Linked DNA regions of Gossypium arboreum: region 2 is linked to region 1. The links are chromatin contacts, called in public Hi-C maps. All regions are on one chromosome and are shown on one strand. Each heading gives the region's core, a stretch centred on a gene start, on an enhancer-like site or on the middle of the called end of the contact. The rest is flanking DNA. Distances are from core to core; before and after follow the strand shown. Region 1 holds the start of LOC108462371 (60S ribosomal protein L17-2-like). Region 2 holds the start of LOC108466591.

Region 1 (5,771 bases), core at 173-2,672:
AGTTAGTTTCAATTTGTTACAAACGGAAACTAAAAAAACCAAGTAACAGCAAAATGCCAAAAAACCAAAAGAGTAAGCATACCTCGGCATTGCTCTCAGCATTCTTCAGCAAATCTAGAATGAATTTGGCAGATTTTACAGGCCAGCGACCTTGTCCGTTAGAATGCCTGTTCTTTGCCTGAGCTGTACGTCCAACACCACCACAGAAGCGTCTGAAGGGTACGGCCTGTTTGTGAGCCATAACATCCTCCAAATACCTCTTAGCCTTACCCAAAGGCAACTTCCTGATAGCAAACGCAGTCTCCCTTGTGTTCTATCGAGCAATAATAGGGTGTGAGACTCAGTGATGACCGCCAGCTAATTAAAAACATCACCAAATGGGCAACAGAATATCAACAAACGCCAAGACACCCCAAAGAACAATCGAACACAATCCCGTGCCATATCTAATCCAAAAGCTAGTCTTCCCAAAGCACTACAAAATGAGGCATCATTTACTGAGCCTTCATTCACCAAGAAGATCCAGAGGTTCACCCCATAACAATGCAAGTAATTTTCCTGAAGTTTACGAGAGCCTCACTCAAAAAAGGCAACAAGACCCTGCTTTTTCCAACAGATTTAGGAATCCTAATACTACGCTGAAAAAGAAAATATCTAACAGCATAAACAATACATCCTAAAAATATAACCAAAAATAACCTAAAGATCCTCCCCCAAACAAGCATGAAAATAAAAAAGAGCCGTACAGCAGCTGCTTAGATGCTACAATTATTCGCTAACGACAATAATAGGACTGGTTATGCATTCAAGAAAACGGCAGCACCAATCTATTCATTAGTTTCACATGATTTATCGTATCTTTAACCGTATAGAACAGACAAAGGTTCTTAAACAACAAGCAAATCAATGCCCGTAACTTTATGTCAAGAATCAGATCAAAATATATCAAAATTAGAATGTAATACCTTGAAATGAACCCTGAGATCAGAGCCCCTTGCCTTGCAGGCTGCACAAAAACAACACAAACCATCATCAGTTTCCCACATTTAAAAATAAAAAAAAGGCACAAAGAGAAAGTAAAATGCTCAAAAATAAAGGAACAAGTGGGACTTTACACTTGGTGGGATTATCTGACTCCTTCGAATACTTCACCTGAAAAAAAAAACGATTCAAAGAAAAATCGAGTTTAGTGCTACATTATTTCATAAAAAGAAATTAAAATATAAACCAAGAAAAATGAGTACCATGGCTGCGAACTGGTTGCCTAAGCTGCTTCTGCCGCCTAAAAGAGGAAGTAAAAGAATGGGGAAGGTATAAGAATATATAGGAATCTGATTCTAGGGTTTTTAAGTGCTTTCTTTAGAGGGCTCGAGTTTACGAGTGCCCAGTTCAAGACCTAGGTTTTGAAGCTTTTACAGACCCAATAGGCCCAAAATATTTCTCTATGACTAATTTCTAATCTCATAAACAAATTTATATAATTTTACTTTATATTTTTAATCGATTGAGTATTAGTTCAGTTGACATTGGTATTATTGTTAGTGTAAGAAGATGCTAGTTCAAGTGCACTGGAGTGTTATCCTCTTTTTTAAGGGTTAAAGAGGAACTATGGATAGTTCTAAACATTATATCCAATAATAAAGACTAGAAATAGTGATGCTACACTCATATGAAATGAAGTAAATCAAAAAATATCTAATAAAATTATTTAAAATAATACATATAATTAACATATATAACTTGTTTTTTAATCAAATATAATGTTAATACAAATATTTCTAATCATTATTAAAGTATTTGTATAAACTATAAAAAGGATTAATATATTTAATTCAATTTTTATTTTTTAATAGTCAACAACTTCATAATAGTTAATAGATAATACATGATGAATATAATTATAATATAATAGATTATATTATATAAATTTATTATTTCTAAAATGTTATCTATGAAATCAAAAAATCAATTTAAAATTTTATGGCTTAATTATAAGTTAATGAACTAGATTTTAATTAAATTAAATTATTAACCTACTTAAATAGACAACAATTACTAATTTAAAATTTAAATAAATTAATTTAAAATTTTATATAACTATTCCTTCATACATATATACATTTAATATAATTTTATTCACAAACTATTTAACGTTAAAAAACTTTCTTATAACGAATTTTATCAAAAATCAATTTAAAACTTTAGAATTTAATGGCTTAATTATAAGAACTCTATATTATTTTTATTAAATTGATTATGAACACACTTAAATAGAGAACAATTACTAATTTAAAATTTAAATAAACTAAATAAAATTTTATATTTAAATTTATTCATTTTGAAGTAGATTAAATATGTATAAATATATATATATATATATATATATATATATATAACGTGAACTCTATTTTTAAATATAAATTAATCTAAATTTAAATAAAATAATAAAATGACTTATTTTGGTCTTTCAGTTTTAATAATTAAGATGGTGTTCACACTTATATATAAAAAAAATTAAAAATTAGATAGATATACATATAGATATCAAAATACAACTTCTCTTTTTCTTTTTTGGGTACATTTAAGAAAAGCACAAAAAAAAGTAGTGCGGGAAGATGGATGCAAATACATTAGAGCTTGTGGTTACACAACACAAACTCAATGTGTAACTTTTGAGGCATTGGAGAGATGAACAAGGAGTCTTTTGACACAGATGTCTCTGCCCTTCCCAATCACCCTTATCACTGCAACAATATCAAAATGAACATTCTCTAGAACTCATGGATGGTTGTCCATATTATCTCGGAGACAAGATTATAAAACTTTGGGGAATCTAATAGCATCTCTTTCACATTGATTCAAGCCACTTTTAAAACCCTTCAACGATCATACCTCTCTCTCTCTCTCTCTCTTCGGCTTCAGTTTTGGTGCTTCCCAATCGCCATCGTCTTCCTCTTCTACTGCTTTGAGATTACGTGTCCTTTTCAGTCCAACGCTGTTTCCTTGCATAGGAACCCATAAAGAGATTTCTTAATTTACTTGCAAAAGGCAGGTTTTTTCGGGAATAGTAAGTCTAAGCATGGGATCATTTAGTACTCAAGGAGCCACGAATGCAGGTGCTCCACTGATGAATATGTTAATGAACATAAAAACCTCTAGAAAAGAAGCTTATCGATTATTCATCTAATTGTGAAGTACAGTATTAGGACATGTGCTTTGTATAAGGTTAGGGAGTTTGGTGGTTGGGATAACCGATGAAGCCATGAAGAAACCCTCATGCGACATTCATTGTACTATTATCTAACTGTGACATATGATAGAAAAAGTAAAACTTGCATTCTCTTTAATACACTTAGAAGCCGCTTACTAATTTGGATTGATGAAAGGCAGCATACCTTTCTTGTCGGTTAAGATCATCATTTAAAAGAATTCTGAGAAATTTTTACACATATATATAAGAAAACTGTATGGGTGTTGTTTTGAGATACGATGATGCACCATCCAAGAATGTGGTTCGAGATTCGGGGTTTAAATTTAGTTCAAAGTTTAAGATTTAAGATTCATATTTAAGGTTCGGGGCTTAAGGTTTAAGATTCAAGATTTTAAGGTTATGGGTAAAAAAATTAGTAAAATTATGTATTAATCATGGAAAAATTACTGAAATATTATTAAATAATTAGAAAAGAATCATAATGATTAAATAATTGGAAAAGGACTATAAATGATGTGGTGAGAAGGGTCCATAAAATAGTTTCTCCAATCTATTATAAAATGCATAGATGATCTGCTTTAAATATACTATTATTTGATAAACTGGTGATGGAGTTTTTTAACTCCACAAGCGGACTTAAGAAACCTTCATGTTTCTTATTTATTTAATTTTTTTTAGTATATCAATTAAGGACACTTGGTAGTTTCTTAAGTCCACTTGTGGAGTATAAATGAAATAAAATTCTACTTTTAATTAATATTAGAGTCCTAAAGTATATCATATTGGAAAAAATTCGATTCGAAAATGATTTTCTTGCATAGCAGAAACTAAAAAATTTGAAAGCTAACCCGATTTGTGATATTTATAGTAATAAACCCTAGACCGAAATCATACCTATGTTTTCAGATAAACGAAGCCTAATCGTTCTTGGCTTTCAACCAAACAATTTTTTTTGCTATTTTTGTACCACGAATTGCTTCGCGTGCGGGCTCGATCAAATCGAATCAAAACACAGAACTAGAAATAGTTTTCTTTTCTTTTGGGTGAAAATGAAAATTCTCTTCTCAAAATAGAAATCGTCAGAATTGTTATTCTGGAAAAATATATTTAATAGTTGACAATAAATTATCTCTATTTTTCGGTAGAGTAACAATATTTGAAAGTTGTGTGTAGCCCTACCAGTGCCATCTATTTATAGAAAGATAAGGTAGAACCTTTTTAAATTATGGAGGTTTATTTCAATTAGAAAAATGAAATCCTAGTTCAACTAGGATGTAGGGGGCGGCAACCTTAGTTAATAATACTATGGTCCTATCTTATAACATAAAGGGCTTGTCCCTTCCATATTGGGTCAAATTACAAGTAATTTTTGGGCTTTTAATTCAATATTTTATAATCTGATCCAATCCAATATTTGTTTTTCTATTTCCCAAAAATAAACTTCAATATATTTCTAATTAAATAATTTTCTCATCCCAATTCTAATTCCGTTAAAATCATGACGACTTTACGAAAAGGAATCTATGAGAAATATATTTAACATTTTCCACATTCAACGGTTCACTATAACCAAATGATTTATTTCCATTTTAGAACTTGATTTAATTCGAAAAACACAAATTCATTTTTCAGATCATTTTCATTTTTATTTTGGAGAAAGCCATATTCATTTCCAAATGATTCTATTTCTCCATTTCATTTTCGTTTTTGGAGAAGAGCATAATCATTTCCAAACATTTCTTATTTCTCTATTTCACCATTTCTATTCATATTTGTTCATTTGGTTCGACATGCAATTTATTTATAGTTTCAACGAGCCAAAGAAGGGACCGATTGGACATATGCAATTGAGGCTCAAATGTTTTATAATTAATTTCCAGCATTTTGCCTATTAATTATAACCTCATTTGGTCATGAAGTCATTTCACTATAATATCGTCACTGAGTTCTCCCCAACAACATACCATTATGAAAGCAACTCGATTAGTGCTCGTTCAATAACCTTGTCATAAATGTGTTACCCTCATAGGATATCCTTAATCTATTTAGGATAATATCATTTCTCCCAATATGATTTTATTTTATCTCATGGTAATCATTACATCTTTCTTCATGAAAAGTCAATTACTATCAAATAGTAATCAAGTCATCCATCACAAAGACGAATGACCTGTGGCCATGTTTACTTTTCATCAATCATGTAATGCCAATGAGATAACATCATTTACCCATGTCTCGGGCTATGAATTCCACTGTTGTGAATGACGATACATACTGCAGAAGTCGTATACCCAACGCACCAGCTTTCAGTTCCTTATCTATTCAAACTCAAGCTTTTATTTACATCAAAGTGTACGAGTTACACACACATAGCCCATCATCCACTCAGGATTGAGGTATGCCATACTATGAACATCACAAGTGAATAAATCCATAAAAAATTTTAGGATCCATTCTACTTAGGTTCAATCTGATGTATTGCCAATCTAGTCAGTCATAGTTATGTCTATATCTTTTCATTCACTCCAATACCCTAGAGAAAACATCTTCTCAATTGAAC
Region 2 (6,120 bases), core at 2,757-5,256, 270 kb before region 1:
GGCACATATTCCAATTTTAGCCTATATAAAGGTTATTATAATCAGTTTAAACACATAATTTGAAAGGATTGATTCTTAAGTTTTTATTTCGTTCTTATTTTTTACTTAGTTTATTTTATGTTCCTGTAATTGAAAGATCCTATTCCAAAGTGAAACTTTCGCAAGCGAAGATTGTTTAGGAGCCACGCTTTCATTGATAAATCCACGAGCATCTCTTTTCTTTATTCTATTCTTTATATTTCTCTCTTTAACATTATTAATTGAATGTTTGTCTAAAGATTAGAATCATTTTATGCTTTATACATAGTTCGCATGTTTTGACTATTTTAATTTAATCAATTGATTGACAGTAGAGTTTGATTTGGATTGGTTGGATCTAGTTGAGTGCAATTAGACCCTAGGATTGACGACCCTAAAAAGTTATCTGTGTAGGAATTAACCCGAAATCGGTATTGCCTACCAAGCATCAATTAACAGATCAGTGATTAGGGAAGGAAGAACTTAAACCCTAGGCATGACGACCATAGGAAGTCATATAGGAATTAATTAACCCGAAATTGGTATTTTCTATCTGTGAAAACCTTACTCTACCCCGATCTTAACTGTGTCATCAAGAAGTGAGTAGTTCTTACCGACTAGTGAGGTTAGTAGAAGACTGAGAAGCCCTGCTAGGTTAATTAGTAACAAACTATTTAGAACTCTACATCAATAGTTGATCAAGTAAAACAATTAGATCTAGGCTAAAGGAACTCGCATAGTCGAAACAAGGCATAGGAGAAACTGGTACATGAACTTAGGAGTAGATTTAGATTTAATTCAATTTATTTGGTCATTATTATTATCATTTCACTTCCAAATTAACACTACTAATTCATAGATTGATTAGATTAGTTGTTACTTTCGGTAATTAACTTAATAGCAGTTTTCCCAAACTAAAATTCCTAAGGTACAATCATTGGAATACTTACCAAGTGTTTTGTTGTAAACAAACTATATTACAATCTGACCCATAAACTTGCAAACACAATCTTAATTCATATCTTCTAGTTGTAATATTAACACTCTGAACATTAGTACATCTGAAGGCGGTCAGCCTACCAAAGGCTACACAAACAGATCTCCTCATCTCCATCACCTCATATCAATTCATATCATATCATACATATCAGAAGCAGATGGTAGTGGCTTAAGTATGAAGAATGATGCTTACTTTATATCACAAACAAATTAAACTTAAACTAAAGACTTTGGATAACCATTATCCACACTACACCATACAACATCTGTCATCCATTACAAATGAGGAATACTTACCTTACATGAATTATAAAATAAAGAAAAGTACAACACATGGAAATAAAAAGGAACTTACCAGAAATTGTAGCACAAATCCATAAAGTAGGTTTTTTGTCTTTATCACTTGGACCTTCATTAACTTCTTAAGCTAAAATAAAGATAATTAATCATATCAGATCATTAATTGATCAAATCTGATCATGCATGCAAAAATCAACAACGCTCAATCCAGAATTAAAAAGTTTCTTTCCTCACACGTTATTCTAACATCTATGCATGCAGAACGAGAAACATGTAAATAACTTAGAGGGTAACCTAGGGCATCAGTAATTACCAGTGAGCTGGTACTAACGTAGAAGTTAGCTGAATACTGTGAACCTTACTTCAAACTGGTTTTCTAAACTTAGGTTTTTAAATATTTTTTAGAGGAAATCAAGGAACAAGAAGAAAACATAAGAGTATTTAGAAAGACCACTGCTATCCTTATATACTTAAGCTTGGAGACAAAGATTAATGGAAAATTAGATAATTCCACTAACAATAATTTAAATATTATCATAAAATTAGATAATTCAGGTTTCTTGGTTCCCGTGATTAAGTGCACTTAACATAATTTAAGTATTATTATCAACAGTAGTCTAGTTCCTTTCTAACTAAATCTCAACTTAGCTAACCAAATTACCATACTTAAATACTAAACATTTGGGTTGGGTGAATACTTAACAGAAGAGTTCGCCAAATCACAGAGCTCGCCAAACTAAGAGTTCTCCAAATGGTGCATTACACATAATTATATACTTAGCCAAGACAAACATTTTACTTGCTCATATATATCCTTATTTTTCCAACTATACGCCAAATAGTAACCAGATGCAGAGACTTCGTCGAGTAAGCTAATACAGTAGGTGGAAAAACTTAATAATATAGTAGATAGTCTCTGAGGTCACCCCCTGAAGACACTTGGCTATCCCATACTTGATGTAAAAAGGAGAAGCATAGGACGATAAGGGCATATTCCTATTGTTTTGAAAACCATCTTGAAGACACTTTTGAAAGTGATCTCAAGAGGGATCACCAATATCCCCTTCCAGTTTATCATTTTATGCTCGCATGAACCCCCAAGGACATCTTGTAAATGCGGGTGGTAATAGCATTTCCTAGTAGAATGGCGTGTCCACTCAATAGGAAAATCAATTGTCCTCTCAAACTTCAACTCTATGAAGATGTACTTGTTGTAGTCCACATTCATTGTTACCTCTTTGCCATAAAACAAGTTCTCTATCTAGGGAGAAGTTGTTCAAGAGGCAATCAAACAACCCAAGAAGCCTCTCTTCATTCATTTCCCGTAAGAAATACATATATCGAAACAATCGATGGGACTTCCATACTCATTGGTTATTTTGTTTCAACTTCTAAATGAAAGGAATTTTGATTTACATTACATACTAAAAATGCAAAGATACATTAAGAACAGGGGCGAAGCTAGAAAATTTTTTTAGGGGGCGAAATTAAATTGTAATTTTTATGATAGTAAAAATACAATTTCACCATTTGAATAATTTATATTTTTATAATTTTTAAATGATTAAATTAAAATTTTATCATTTTTAGGGGGGCAAAGTGTAATTTTACCTTTACTAATTTAAAATTTTAAAAATTTTAAAGGCCCTAAATAGAAAATTTTCTATTTTAGGGGGGATCGGGGCCCCTACCAGCCCCCTGAATTTGCCCCTAATCAAGACACAACACAAACTCATAAACAAAAAGTTTTTATTCCCTTCCATCTTTTAATTTTCAAAGTTTATTCTGTAAAGAATTACTGCAAAAATTCCTTATAGAACTTGATACTTTTGTTATTCCCCCACTCAATGTTCGATGAATTATTTTCATCAATACAAAATATTAACAATCATTAGATTTTATTGTATCATCGAAATTCATTTACCATTATTTCTTTTATAAACTGAAATATAAACGGGATGAATACAACTGTTCCATAAGTACATCTTTATCCAATGGAACTCATGAAAAAAAACAAAATATGGTGAAGAATATCATGTAGGATACTTAGTCTGTGAATTTGGCAGTTTGTTGCATGTTTCATTTCAGTAGAATTTTGTCAAACGAAAGGATTTAATGTTTGCACGGACAAATGCAACCGCCCGAAAGAGACAAGACATGCAAGAAAACCATCGGATTCTTCATCATAACTAAAGTCGCAAACAATTAATTTCTGGTGGACCTCAGCCTTCATCATTGTAGCCCAATATTAGGTCAGCTCACAAATAGTTAATTACGCTAACACTTGCTTTTGCTTTTCTCTTCTCTTCTCTTTTCTTTTTGTTAATGCCACAAACCACTAAGTTTGTATAGTATTAGAATTTGTATTATTAATTGTAACCAGTCTACTAGGTTTGAATTTTTTTTTTCTTTGATAGAGAAAAAGAACAATGTTAAATAATTCAAAACACTAAAACTTTCGAGTGTGGAGTTTAAAACTTAAATGAAGCAAGCAAGTGTCGAATTTTTTAGCTTTTGTGTTCTACGCTTCTATTTTGACATACAGTATATATACTGAATGTTGAATACAAAGTTAAAATAAAATAATAATAATAATAATAATAATAATAAGAGAACGGTGAGAAAATTTTGAATGGGGAAAAGGAAAATTTTAATAAATGGAAAAGAGGAATATAATGGAGCCGAGCAGACTTTTAATGCTTTTCCAGAAGTATAGCAAGAAAGAGAAGATACCAATCAAACAAAGATAAACAGTATGCAAAGTAGTAAATAAAGGGGTCATTGAATATGGACCCATGCCTGCAAGTGCCATTACTTTGCTCTCAAGACCAATCAACTCCCAAGTCCCCCCTTACAATTTGGTTGAGTGAATGAATTCAAGCTTAAAGCTTAATATTAAAACCCATTTCCTTGTTTCCTTGCATCGAAGGAAACAGCTTAGTTAAAGTGCTCTCTTTTGTCTCATGATTGAGTAGAGGAAGAGAAAAAAAAAAGACATGGGGAATTGTGTTACAGTTTACAAGAATAAAGATCCTGCAGACATTGATCTTAGTGCCCGAATTCAATCACCCATTAAGGAGAACAATGTTAGAAGGGAGCCCTCAATTGTTGGATACGATTCCAGGCTTCAGCCTTCATCTATGGAACAAGAAACTAGTTTACAAGAGATGGGTATGTTTCTAACTTGCCTTTCTTCATTCCTTTATCATCATGGGTTACCCTCACTTCAGGTTTTAAATTACTGCATTTGTTTGATCTCATTTGTCAGATATATATAAAATAAAAGTTGGAAACTCTATTTGTTCTTGGGTCATTGGACTGACTGCAATCTGCTTGATTGATCGGGACAGTCCTTTACTATTTCGCTCAGAACCCTTTGGCTTTGGACCACTCACATTAGCCAAATTAGATATTTTGGTGTTTTTTCTCATTACAAACAAGGGAAACAGTGTTTATTCATGGCATCTTCCTATTTTTGTGTCTTTTTTCAGAGTTGAAAGTTACTGTCCTAACAGCTAACCAAGAAATAGAGGAGTGATATGAAGTTGAGAATCCCAAGTCCTCACCTACTTGTCCCTTTGCTCTTAAGTAAATACTCAAACAAGATTATCTTATGTAAATCATCTCTAATTTTGTCAGCAACTATAGTATGTTCTGTGATCTTTCAGTCAAATGGCCCTTTTTTTTCTTATTGTATACGTTATCACTGGAATATCAAATATTCTCCTGCAGGCACATGTTCCTAGAATAATGAACTATTTGAGGTTTACTCATTTTACAAGATATGCTGATGTATGAAGCAAAGTGTAATGGCATGATTAATCAAAAACCTAATTCAGTGCTGCATGATTAATCATGCATGCAATGGCAATTTCTTTGCAGGATTCAAGATGGTGTGGATATTTTGCTCCATAAATGCATTATGTAAAATTGGGTCATGTTTAGCATGTGTAATTAAGTGTGCCTATAATTTCTCTCCAGGTAACACAGAGGAGAGCTTTTTTGATTCACAACCTTCGTTAGAATCTGACTTTGAAGATTTCTTCAGTGCCAATGGTGGTGAGAGTCTCCCCTAACTATGTTTCCCCTCTATAGTTGAATCAAACATTGCATATGGATATGAAGTATGATCCTCAAAATATATGAAAAAACTACACACGCTCGTGTCAGACACTCACATTGGACTCTCACAGTCCGAGTAACATAGTGGCGGCAGGGTTTTTGTAAGTGGTTTTGAGTTGGAGTAATGCTTGTTTTCATACAGATTCCGCCTCTTCTTCGGGGAACAGTCCAAACCACCAGAAAAGCAACCATTCGATGGAGGGTGCGGTGGATGCACATGGGGAGTCTCCAACTGATACAAAGAAGCAACTAATCGAGTTATTTCGTGAGAGCTTGGATAGTGATGATGATGGAAACTCAGCTGCTGGAAGTAGTAAAGCGACACCATACAGGAGACACCTCCCAAGGAAAGACGTGAAAGCAGCGGAGTCTGCGCAGTGCTGCCTTCCAAGTTTGGTGCGGAACATGAGCTTTGGTGAAAGAAAGAAACGGCTACCAAGCCCTGCTGCCCAATATTAATGGATGGGTTGGATTTGGTAAGGTAAGCTACATATTTACTTTGTATAAATCTCTTCACAAGTTATCAAGATTAGCATGTTTGAAAAAGGTACAATCTTAAACAAACACTAGTTATTTACAACCACCACAATCCTATGCTTTTGTTACCCAAACTCGGGTGTAAATGTATTCTATAATGAAAAGTGAAAAGTTGAACTAATATTTACCCGTGGGGGCATTGAT

What was found. Hi-C and Micro-C count contacts between places; a contact is called where the count stands out from the background.
Region 2: a Hi-C map of leaf shows a contact between it and region 1, with 4 times the contacts expected there. The contact joins the promoter of LOC108466591 here to the promoter of LOC108462371 in region 1. A contact is called at or near these places in 2 of 5 Hi-C or Micro-C datasets (both in leaf).

The regions. Positions count from the first base shown.
Region 1 is chr2:66,035,262-66,041,032 of ASM2569848v2, reverse strand. It overlaps LOC108462371 (60S ribosomal protein L17-2-like), which reads right to left and starts at 1,422. Exons shown (of 7, transcript XM_017762328.2): 1 at 1,245-1,422; 2 at 1,116-1,152; 3 at 966-1,006; 4 at 83-313. The coding sequence starts at 1,247. It overlaps LOC128289566 (small nucleolar RNA snoR74), which reads right to left and starts at 610; the gene lies at 481-610.
Region 2 is chr2:66,309,802-66,315,921 of ASM2569848v2, reverse strand. It overlaps LOC108466591, which reads left to right and starts at 4,006. Exons shown (of 3, transcript XM_017766974.2): 1 at 4,006-4,488; 2 at 5,299-5,376; 3 at 5,582-6,097. The coding sequence starts at 4,314. The coding sequence ends at 5,898.